Linked DNA regions of Rattus norvegicus: region 2 is linked to region 1. A link is a contact called in public Hi-C data. All regions are on one chromosome and are shown on one strand. Each heading gives the region's core, a stretch centred on a gene start, on an enhancer-like site or on the middle of the called end of the contact. The rest is flanking DNA. Distances are from core to core; before and after follow the strand shown.

Evidence for each region. Hi-C and Micro-C count contacts between places; a contact is called where the count stands out from the background.
Region 2: a contact with region 1 is called in a Hi-C map of the A7r5 cell line, with 8 times the contacts expected there. The contact joins two enhancer-like sites. A contact is called at or near these places in 12 of 12 Hi-C or Micro-C datasets (the A7r5 cell line, the Rat2 cell line, Schwann cells and 7 more) and 1 of 1 datasets of contacts at active chromatin or transcription factors (oligodendrocytes).

The regions. Positions count from the first base shown.
Region 1 is chr6:78,425,043-78,431,248 of GRCr8, reverse strand. All of the region lies in intron 3 of Prorp (protein only RNase P catalytic subunit), which reads right to left. Among named protein-coding and RNA genes, the nearest start is that of Prorp, 22 kb to the right of the region's middle. Within about 2 kb of position 3,553, at least 12 of the 93 cell types and tissues checked have an H3K27ac peak or open chromatin away from gene starts, as enhancers often do. A contact at or near this core is called in the A7r5 cell line, where this site is marked.
Region 2 is chr6:78,599,657-78,605,832 of GRCr8, reverse strand. No RefSeq gene overlaps it. Among named protein-coding and RNA genes, the nearest start is that of Nfkbia, 5.7 kb to the right of the region's middle. Within about 2 kb of position 2,857, at least 16 of the 93 cell types and tissues checked have an H3K27ac peak or open chromatin away from gene starts, as enhancers often do. A contact at or near this core is called in the A7r5 cell line, where this site is marked.

The sequences.
Region 1 (6,206 bases), core at 2,304-4,803:
TGAAGCAAAGAAGTGCAGACCGACAGGAGCCGGATGTAGATCGCTCCTGAGAGACACAGCCAGAATACAGCAAATACAGAGGCGAATGCCAGCAGCAAACCACTGAACTGAGAATAGGACCCCCGTTGAAGGAATCAGAGAAAGAACTGGAAGAGCTTGAAGGGGCTCGAGACCCCATATGTACAACAATGCCAAGCAACCAGAGCTTCCAGGGACTAAGCCACTACCTAAAGACTATACATGGACTGACCCTGGACTCTGACCTCATAGGTAGCAATGAATATCCTAGTAAGAGCACCAGTGGAAGGGGAAGCCCTGGGTCCTGCTAAGACTGAACCCCCAGTGAACTAGACTGTTGGGGGGAGGGCGGCAATGGGGGGAGGGTTGGGAGGGGAACACCCATAAGGAAGGGGAGGGGGGAGGGGGATGTTTGCCCGGATACCGGGAAAGGGAATAACACTCGAAATGTATATAAGAAATACTCAAGTTAATAAAAAAAAAAAAAGCAGCTTTTAATCTCTAAGTCTCTGATCTGAAAAAAAAAAAAGAAAGAAGGGGGGCGGGGTGAGTAAAAACCCAAGAAGGAAGAATGTATCAGATAAACAATACCAAGTCTAACTTGCTAAATAATTAAATAGTAGATCTAAGGCCAGGCTGAGTGGCACATTCACACAGTTGGACACCAAGGCGGGAGGATTCTGAATTTGAGATCCAACTGAGTTATACAGTGAGATCCTATCTTAAAAAACAAAACGCACAAAATTTAAAAAAAAAAAAAAAAAGGGACTAGGAGAAAAAAAAGGGGGAGATGGAAGAGATAAGGCACGAGGTAGAAGCCCCAGGGATGTCCCGGGAACACTGTTAGCTCAATGATAAGCTTGAACCTCATCAGTGATTCCCCGGCATGTCTTGCTTGCACAAACAAATGAACGACTAAAAGATCGACCAGGAACTGGAAGGTGAGTCAGTCGGCCTAGCAGTAACTGATGACAGTAAGGGAAATTTTATGTCCCTGTGACCTCTGACAGCGCTGAGATTGGTTTCATTATTCCTGACAAAAATTACTAACTCTCATTACATAACTTGCTCTGCCATAACTAAGTAAATATGCAAGCTAAGCAATACTTTTTTAGCCTCAAAAACATACATCGGTGTGATGAGGAGGTAAGAATTACGAACACAGTGTAGGGAACAGATCTAGGTTTGAATCTTGACTTCGCCACTTACACTGTATAATGTTGGTGAACGAGTGACTTCTCTGAACGCTTCCCTCCGTATAAAGGAAGTTCTTCTTCCAGCCAGCTGCTACTAAATGACACAGCGAAATAAACTGTAGCCTTACAAAGCCTCACATTTGCTTATTTGCTGTATAATTCACAGTATTTGTGGTACCTAGAGAATATCAACTATTCAGGAAATTACAGTGGGTGCTACTCCCTGGAGGAGATTCTAGTTGCATCGAAGGGAAAACAAATACTAAAATAAAAAAATACAAACTGTGAAACAAGAACAGAGTTCTTGTTACAGGATTCAGAAGGAAGGAAGTGAAGACTACAGAAGTCTAGAAAGATACGGGAGCAGAGGTAGAATACAGTTAAAAGGGGGTTAGATGGGCGGGGCTAGGAGGTAGGGAAGAGGAGGGAATACAGGGAGAGAAACTAACAGCTATAAGGAAACCCAATACTGTAGAAGTTTCATGACATACATACATACATACATACATACATACATACATACATACATACATGGAGGGAGTTACCCTATAACAGGGGGAAAACAGAATAGATACCACAGGCTTCTATATAAAAGCCCCAGTAACAAGAAAGGATTACTTTTTTGTGTGTTGCTAGCCAAAGTGGTCCCACAGACCCCCAAACATTACGCTGCTGCTGTTGCTCTCAGTTACCCTCCAAAATGTGTGGTAAGACCCTACTGTAGAAGAGAGCACTTACTTGAGCCGTAAGCATGGAGAAACCAAGGGGGTGCTGACCTGAGCTCTCTATTGGCTTTCATGGAGGTGGAAGGAAGTATGCACGTTACTGGATGAAGAAACAATCACTAATTTCCCTCAACTCTGAACCCTTCAAACTGCAGTAACAACCTGCCTTGTGAGATATGCCTGCTTGTAGAATAGTGACATAAATGTCATGGGACTAGTCAATCACTTTCTGGTTGGATTTAAGGCCAACTCCATGAGATGGAGCCCAGAGATAGAATCGTTAAGGAGACCAAGGACCAGAGGCTAAACGGTCATACACCCTAGGGAACAGCCCTTTACTATAGAATTCGGCTAATGGACACAGTACTAGTGTGACTTCTAATGACTTATTCTATGCACACAGACTAGTGTATCTCAAAGCCATCCTTAAGGTTCTTTCTGTATTTGTCAACTATCACAGAAGCCTGTACCAGGTCAGCTCTCAGAGAACAGGAGGCTTCAGAGTGCTCATCTCATTCCCCTCCCCTCAAACCTCAGGGATCTTTGTGGGAGAGGGGGTGGAAAGGCTGTAGGGGTCACAGGTGATGCACGGCTATAACTGCTTCCAGACACAGAAGAGGCAGCTGCACATCTGAACTCACAATGACAGCACACACAAGACCCTCGCAATTTCATTTGAATGAGGCCCCACCTTAGTGAGGAGATTCTAGCACTTGGTAGCTGTTGGGAGAAGGGTCAGTTTTCTTCAATTGTATGATACCTGGTTCACAGATCCCACACCCAAAAGTAGCTGGGCAACATAAATTGGATTTCATGGTGGAATGGATCTGTTCAAAATACACTGTGTGAATTTCTCAAATAATTAATAAAAATATTAGTTTTTTAAAAGTCAAGAAAGAAGACAGAAAAGGCACTTAAAAAAGCCTCAAGGATTTGGAGATAAGAACACATTTGGGGAAGTGGGTGGGACACTAAGAAGTAGCCCAGAGCTGGTAGGTACTGGCTGAAGCAGGTGTTTAGGGAGGAGAGGTGAGAGTCAGGGGCTGAAACACAGGCTGTGGCTAAACTAGGAAAAGCCACCTTTAGCACAGGTTTGGGAACTGCAGAAGATTTTAGACAAAGGATGATACGATTAAGTCAGTGTTCTGAAAGACCAATCTAGAAATAGGGAGAAGCGGATGTTAGAAGGGAAGCGTACACACGAGTGAGACAGGAAGAAGTGTGCAAACTGAGCTGACACTACAGGCCTGGATGGAATTAGTGTAAGTGAACAGGAGAGACAAAAGTGAGAAAAGATGTAAAAATCACACCAGTGACACATTAGATGCCAAAGTCAAGGATTAGGAAGGAGACAAAATCAGCTTTAATCATTTGGGTCGGGGAGGCAGATAAGGAAGAAATAACAAAGGAGGCTTGAGAGCTACAAAGGGGAAGCATTTACAAAGCACTTGGCTTGCTTGCTTGGTTGTCTGTTTGTTTTGAGTCTTAGCATCACTGAGTTCGGCCTAGATCTCCCATGGAGACCCTTGAAATCACAGAGATCTGCCTTACAAAGCTAGGATTAAAGTCACATACAGCCATGCCCAGCGAGTTCATTTTTGGACAAGTTGAGTTCATAACTGACTCACTTAAAAATGATTCATAAACACATGGTCACGGTTACCTTACGTTTAAGATGGGATCAGGGCAGTAACAAGCTCAACGGGTAGGGGCGACTGCTGACAATTCAGACAACCAGAATTCAATCCCTGGGACCCCCTTGGTAAAAAGACGGAAAGGACGCCTGAAACTTGTTCTCTGACTCCATACCTGCACCTGTGTGTGTGCTCAAGCAGGAGCACATGTGAGCAGGCGCTCGTTTACACACCATTAAATACATGCAATTAAAAGCTCCATCCCGGGGCTGGGGATTTAGCTCAGTGGTAGAGCGCTTACCTAGGAAGCGCAAGGCCCTGGGTTCGGTCCCCAGCTCCGAAAAAAAGAACCAAAAAAAAAAAAAAAAAAAAAAAAAAAAAAAAAGCTCCATCCCGATACAACAGAAATAAACTTAAATTTGGACCTAAACATTGTCTACAGTTTTAATGACCACACAGCTGACAGGGAGGTCCCATCAACAGCTCTGCAAACAGAGGCTCCAGAGGTCACCTCTGGCCATTCTGGCACTCAATGACTACCAACTACGTGAAGTCTCTCTGACAGCGGCCGTGGATGTCAAAATCAAAATGGCAAGTGACTTGGGAAGAAACCGTCATAATTTTCTGCCGGCAAAAGCCCGGTCTATGTTTAGAGGCAGCAAGGGCTCCTAAATATATTTTGTGGGGATTTTTCTCCTTCTTAGAATAGAAAAAGATACATTCCTTTCTTACTAGGCAAGGGCAGTACCAGAGCCTGTTTATTTACCTAGGGTCAGCCTCTCTAGTCCAAGCTGGCCTTGACCTCGTCACCCTCCTGCCTTCACCTTCACAGCTGCATGCAGAGATTAGAGCAGCATGCTACCCATCCCAGCATCCAGAAAATATTTTTGGAAAAATGAACAAACGTATTCGACCTCAAGATATTGGCAGGGACTGCTGGGAAGGTATTAACTCTGACTAGAACTTTCAACTTCAGTCAGACAGTTCCTGTGTACCATCATACTCAGCTCCTCTGACTGCCCCAGTCACTCTACCTAGGCAGGGCCTTAACACCCCCCTCCCAAAAATATATCCTTGGCAGCTTTTCTCATTTCGAAGACTTAGAAAAATACTCAGCTCAACAAAACACAAGCATCTGGACAACAGGAACCTGCGAAGGAACGTCAGCATTTTTGTTAGCCTGTCAGGATGTGATTGTTCCATTTCTAGGTCCAGAGCAACACACAGCGAGCTACATTACAGCCGTGGGCCGTTAAGTTGCTGGTTGCTGCGACAACCTGTACTATCCGCAGATTCAAATTATCTGCGCACAGCTACGACTGGCATAAATGTAATTCCGGACCGACAGGACAGACCTATTGCTAAACCAGCCACAGAGTCCGGCTTTGCACATTCCTCTCTTGCAATTATAAAATCTCCAAATGAAAAGCCAGGCCCTGGAGCTCGGGGAGTCACATTTCACTTCCCTGCAGCTGCCCCACAGCTCAGGCCCACGCAAGAAGCTGGAGGAAATGCGCCTGGAGACCTGATCAACAAAGGATGGAAATCCCCACACCTCGCACTTCCCAATTAGCACTGTGGAGGGCAGCGGCTCTCAGGCTCCATTTCCCTACAGGGAAGTCTCCCCACCCAGAGCGGTGCTATAGCTCACACCTGCACAAAAGCCAGGGCAGAGCATCTGCTGATTACAGCCATCCAGGCTGCTCACTGGCTAGCACATTCACACGGACAGGTTATTGTTTGTTTGTTTTAAGTTAATAACTTTTGTTAGTCAGAAGCAATGGGATGCAATAGGAAGCCTCTCTAGAGCCTACTCAGAAATGGAATCTCACTTTTTTAAAAACAGAAAAAGGAACAATTTACCACCATACGGTGACATGACACTTTCCCAGGTTTGGGGATGTCTAGGCTGGCCTGGAACTCAGAGATCCACCTGACTCTGCCTCCGGGATTAAAAGCATTTGCAAGCCACACCCAGCAAATTTCAGTATTTTCAAAATATTTGCTTAAAGGAGACTTTCACTCTTCAGTGATGTCCCAAATTGTTTTCATCTCACAGTGAGTATGAGTACACAGTTTTAACTAAGGGGAGATGCTTCAGAGAGATGCTGCTCTGTGAGACACCACTGACGACGCACTGGTTAAAACCTCCTCCAGGACTCTTACCTGCAAGTGCATGTGTATTTGTTTAAGATAGCAGTTCTTCCTCACTTTGTCTCTCTGTGGGGTGTGTGTGTGTGTGTGTGTGTGTGTGTGTGTGTGTGTGGTGTATGGGTGTGCATGTGCATGTACAGGTCAGATGTTTCCAATGGATGTCCTTCTCAATCATTTCCTACTTTATTATTTTAATTTCACTACCCTTATTTATTTATTTAGTGTGTGTGTATGTGTGTGTGTGTGTGTGTGTTCACATGCTTCAATATCATGGTACATGTATGTATAGGGGTGAGAGGACAAGTTTTGGGAGATGGCTTTCTCTAACCATATACGTCCTAGAGATTAAACCCAACTACCTTGGTCTTTGAGACAGGGTCTGTCACTGAGTCTGGAGCTCTCAGGCTCAGCAAGGTCCTGAGTTCAATTCCCAGCTACAACATGGTGGCTCACAACCATCTGTAACAGGATCTGATGCC
Region 2 (6,176 bases), core at 1,608-4,107, 180 kb before region 1:
TTGCTACTTTGTAACTGTAATTTTGCTACTGTTATGAATTGTGATCTAAATATCTGATATGCAAGAACAAGGACGTTCAATCCCAGAGGGGTTGTAGCCCACTGCTCTAGTATCCTTTACTAAGGTTCCAATCCTGGGGCACTTACAATAGGATGGTCCAGATTCTGAGGGGGCAGTGTTGATTAGCACCATCCTCCAAATAGCCTTCACTGCCTACTTGGGGCAGGACAGGGGTGGTGGGGGTGGGGGTGACAATTTGCTCATTTGACAGCAGAAGCAGACCAGGTAGCCCTTGCAGATAACTTCCGGTAGAGATGAGTTGATTGGACGGCAGACAAGAGGTAAAGGTACAGTCATGATAAAGAGAAGAGCTATTCATACCTTCAGAATATTCGCCCCGCCCAGCAGAGCCCACTCCACCCCTGTAATGCTAATGTGGAGCGGAAGTGGCACCCTAGCAGCAACTAAGCTGGTCCGGGCAACGGGGCAACGGGGCAACGGGGCAACGGGGCAACGGGGCAACGGGGCAACGGGGCAACGGGGCAACGGGGCAACGGGGCAACGGGGCAACGGGGCAACGGGGCAACGGGGCAACGGGGCAACGGAACAACGCGGTCCCCACGTCCAAGACAGGCTTCGAGAACTTGAGGACCTGGAAGAGGGCAGTGCACGCACTAAGCAGGGAAGGAGCCTTGGAACGGTCTGGAAGTAAGCTGACTGAGGTGGCTCTTGGACTTACCGTACTTAATCCTTCCCAGTACGAGTGTTGGTGCTGGGAAGCAACGGGCAGTGGCTAAACCGAGTGTCCAAGCCACAGAGGAAACAGAGCTATGAGCACTGCCTAAGGAATTCATGATGTTCCTGAAGGTTGCAAGTCACTGCATGTTCTAGCCCAGGGAATGATAAAATAAAATGTGTATCAGAAACAGTAGTGTCTCTTACAATTGTAATTTTTTGTACCACCTAATTAATTAAATTTAAGACAGGGTCTCAGACATCCCAAAGCTGGCCTCCAATTCACTATGTGGATGAAGATGGTCTTGAACTTGTGATATCCTGCCTCTACCTCCTATTTGCTGGGTTACACCTGTGTGCCGTCATATCTGACTTTATTCCATGCTGGAGATCAAACCAGGAATTTATACATGCTAGATGGTCATTCTATCAGCTGAACTATACCCCCCACCACAACAGCTTAAGTTTTAAAGTCACTAGCTGATTTTTTTTAATGATCAAAATATGCCTGGTGTGGTAGAATATGTGTGCCTTTAACCCCAGCACTCAGGGGGCAGAGGCAAGCAGATGTCTGAGCTCTAGGCTAGTCTGGTCTATATGGTGAGTTCCAGAATAGGCAGGGCTACACAGAAAAACCCTGTCTCAAAAAAATATCAAACTCAAATCTCAACACTGCAGACAGTAGAAATAATGGCAGGCGATCTCTGTGAGTGTGAGGCCAGCCTGATCTGCATCGTGGGTTCCACCCAGCCAGAGTTATACAGGGGGACTCACTAAATAAATAAAATAGCAACAAACAACAACAAAACCAACCATTGTGGGTTCTGGAGGGAACCACAGGAAGGGTAAAATCAGGCTGGATTTGAACACTGGACCTCAGATCTCGTAGCTACACCTGTGAGTGAGTTCTCAAATTTCTGGCCTCAGTTTCCTTTAAAACAGAGAGAATGAGCTGTGCATGTGGTTCATGCCTTAATCCAAGCACTTAGAAAACTGAGACAGAAGGATTGTTGTGCGACTGGGGCTAGCCTAGGGTACATTACATAGTGGGTTCCAGACCAACCTGGTCTATAGAAATAGACCCTGACTAAACAACAAATTTCAAAACACACATGTGCAGATGGTCACAGTAACTCGTTCCTGTCGCCCAAATGTTGACGATGACCAGTGATGTAATGCCTGAACTCAGGAGGCTGTGGCAAGAGGATCATAAATGCAAGGGCAGCCTAGGCTTCATATCAACAACCCTGTCATGGGAAGAAGTGGAAATAGATGCCGATGGTGTTTGAGTAGTCAGAGGGCTGAGCTGACTGGCTCCAGGCTTCCAGGGGAATGCTGCCAGGCAGAACGAGGCTTTCTTGGGTTTGTGATAAATGCTGAACTCTCCTCTCACCCAGATACAGCCTCAGTACACATCCTCCACTCAGCTTTTGCCTAATCCCTTCCTTAAGACAATGTGATTCCTTGAAGAGAAGTTATTCAAAAGAGGCCAGAAGATGTCGCTGCAGACAGCACAGTGTGTACTGCGCCCCTCTTGGCGGCTGAATTTCATCTTGCAATGCAAGGGAAAGTTCCAACCTGTCTCTGCTTCTCTGGTGAGCCATCATTTGCTTCTTTGTATGCACACCCCCCCCATACCCATGCCATGCCCCCCATGCTGTGCCTCCCATGTTGTGCTCCTTGCTGCTCTCCAGATGTCCCCAAAACCTGGGGAGTAGACCTGAGTCTTTCAAGAACACAGAGATCTTCTGATCTTCCTTGTGATCTCCTCACCATCAAATTCACGAAGACTTTTCGTCAAGACCCATGCCCACCCTGACATCCCCACCCAGCTTCCTCATGACCCTTTGAAGTTTCTTCAGTCATTGCATCCTGTTTCTCCCAAGCTGGCAATTTGGCTCTGTTTTCAAAAAATTATCTTCAAATGACTTAGTAATAAATACCTCAATTCAACTCACTTTCTAAAATTACCAATATTCGTAACAAAAGCAGTCCCTGAACTTTAGCATGGAAAGAGCCTTGATCTGTAGGAAATAATGAACACCCCTGAGCCAAGTTGACTGACTTATCTTAAGGGAATATGACAGTCATGGGGCTGACCTCCAACAGCTGAGGCCTAGCAACAAAGACAAGAACATTCCAGGCCAGTGTGTGCCTTCCTTGCTCACATATTCCAGCCATGACTCTTCCCAGTCTGTCCCCAGCTTGCTTTTCACGTGGGAAACCTGGCGAAGTATTGCTTTCAGACTCTCTGACTTTACAGGTCCCCTGACCCACAGTAGCCGCAGAGACAAGACTCTACTCCTCACTCAAGAGATGGGAACTCACACAGCAGTCTGTCAGAGGGGCCTGGAGCTGCTCACGGGAAAGTGCTGAGGTCAAGTTTCCCTTCCTCTGTAACCTAGAGCAATCTTTCAGCAACCTTCATTCGTTTCTCTTTATCCAGACCATCTCTCAAACTCAGACCGTGAGGGAGAGGCGCTTACACCCCCCAGGGAGTTTCTGGAAGTAGGCTGGGTTTATTATGTTCCTAGTTTGAGAAGGATCAATGACTCTCTCCTAATTCTGCTGCCCATAGACAGGGGCCTCGGTCTACATAAGACTTGACAGCACCCAGCTTTTCTGTACAGTCTGCCTTACTTCTAAGCTGCTGCTGCCTCCCCTCCTCCCCCTCCACCCCCTCCTCCCCCTCCTCCCCCTCCTACCCTGACTACTCTCAAAATGAATTCACACCTGAGAGCAGCTGAGGCACCTGCACGTGCTGGCGCCACGTGCTGTCAAACCTCCACCACATTCCTGACCCAAGTTCTCCTCCCGGAACACAACAGAGACGAACCATCCCACACACCTGAACCTGTTGCCTGGTTACTGTCAACAAGCAGAGAGGAGTGAGCCAGTTCTGGCCAGGGCTGACACTGTGGCCTCCTCCCACCCCTGCAGCAACTTCCCCAGTGAGTAGAAGCCATGCACTGGTGTTTATTAAAATAAAGAGACTTCACAGTAGTTACAAGCAGTCCTCCTGTGAAAGATCACAACAATGTCGGACTTGTTCTGTTTTACAACGCAGGGTTTAAAACCTGCTTTGGAGAAGGGACAACTCTATTCGGGGTTCAGCGTCTTTAGTTCCAACCTTGCCTGCCAGGAACAGACCTACACATTCTAAATGGACACATACATACATGTGTACACACATACACACACACTCACACACCACCACCAACAACAACAACAAAACAAAAACAAACATATAAAGGGCTGGAGAGATGGTACAGTGGTTAGGACCCTTAACCTGAGTTCCATCCCCACACTCAAAAGCCAACTTTCAGCATCTACACCTTCAGTCCCAGAGGGGATCTTCTGACCTCTGTGGGCGGTGCATGTACAAGGTACACAGACATACATTCTAGCAAATACCATATACATATAATACAAATAAGAAGGTTGTTTTTTAAACCCAGAGAGTTTTATTTGTGTTGGCCAACGACCCTTGGAGTGTGGAGTTAGCATAACTCAGTGGTACTCCACTAGAGAAAACCCATCTTCCCTTTGCCAGCAGCTACCAATGGCCAAAATCGTCTTGGTTAGGGGTAAGACCAGGTTCCCACTCACTCCTCTCAGCGCTGGGACTGTCTTATTTATCTAATCATTTAATTATCAGTGTTTCCCTGTGCAGCCCTGGTCATCCAGGAACCTGTTCTGTAAACCAGGCTGGCCTTGAACTCTGCCTGCCTCTGCCTCCAAGTGCTGGGATTAAATCAGCTTCGGTTTTCATATGTTTGAATTATACATGATAGGTCAGTGCTTTATCTGTGAGATATATTCTCAGTCCTCTCTTTACTTAGGACTTTGAGACAGGGTCTCACTGGCCGGGTTGGCCTTGAAATCATTTAGGTAGTCCTAGCCTGTCTTGAGTGTTTGATGTTCTTGCATCATATCTCCTGAGTAGCTGGGATTACAAATCCATACCACCTGGCTTGGCTGGAATAAAGTCTTAAAAATCGGGAAACTCCACATCAATATTGTTTTTTTCTTCTTCCTTTAACAAGTGGTGGACAAACTGAACACCAAGTACATCCGAGCCACATGGCCTGACCTCAAAGGGCAGAAAAGTAAAGTTGGTTCAGACTGATGAGACCCCTCCACTTCCTTTAGGCCCCTCACCTGTGAGTCCTGCCTGGCCTCTTTAGGTAGAAACTCCGGGGCTGACATCCTCTACGGCTTTGATCTCCATTACAATGTAGGATTTGAAGCAAAGGAAGCACACTAAGGCTTTGCCTGTTTATTTTTATCTCAGTGCAAATGAAGTCCCCGGGACAGCTGCTTTTCTGTGGGAAAAGATCCCAAGCTGGGGTTGGGTGGGGCTTCCAGGGTCTGACAGAGCAGATGCCAGCCACCACAGAGGCCTGAGTTAGGGACAGAATGAGCATTTGCAGTCACACTGTCACAGCAGGGCTGGCTGCTGCGCATCCTACCATGCTTGCCCAGCTAGGTCCCCTGCTCCTCTGTCCTCCCAGCTGCACCAGGATGGGTAGCCTCATTCAGGAGCTCCACTCTCTGAGGCTAAAACAAGTTAGGATTAATTGGCCAAGATAATTGACCCAAGCCAGTCTGCCCATAAGGTATGGGGGGACAGGCTGGACCACCTGGTTAACCTTACACAAAAGTTCCATGGAGGTAGGCGGTTTAGTTTCACCCAGGAGGATTCATGAAGTATCTACAAGTCTCATCTGCCTTGACAATGCCTCTTTCCCACGGAGGCACTTCAGTTCATAACCAGTCTGGGACCATCTCTAGCCATCTTGCCTCCTGAGGCCAGCCTATACACTAAGTTGCTACAAGGTACAACATTTTATTCTTGCCTTCTGTATTAAAAGGGGGGAAATGATCGAGGTGTGGTTCCGTGGTAAACTACGCGTTTACCATCTTTGCAAGAGACCCTGGGGACGACCCCAACACTGAGCGCGCACACAGGGCTAGGGGAGTGCGGGACAGCTGCAATCCCAGCATTTGGGCAGTCAAGGCTACAACCCAAGGGTGAGCTCTCTCTCCAGAACGGTATGTAAGCATTAACTCTTTAAAAGTGTTAAGCTTAGATAAATGTTTGGCGATGAGGAGAAAGTAGAAGCATGGAGGGATCCACACATTCTCTCATTGCTGAGCAGCCAAGACCCTTTCATCGTCTGGCATCTTGTGTGTCCACCCACCATCCTGCTGAGTTGCAATGTTGTTGACTTAAGCTACACTGGGCTGTGCATGAGGGAAAGAAAGCCTGTCGGCTCACTTTAATAAGTCAACATGTCCCCGAGCCTCAGGTAAACAGAAGGTAACTCCTCGGGAATTCCCAAGGAGGGACAAATCATTCTAGGCTCAGCACCGCCCAGATTTTTCAAAGGGCTTTGTGACAACCCAGAAATGCCTGGGCCTGACTCCTACCACTAGGT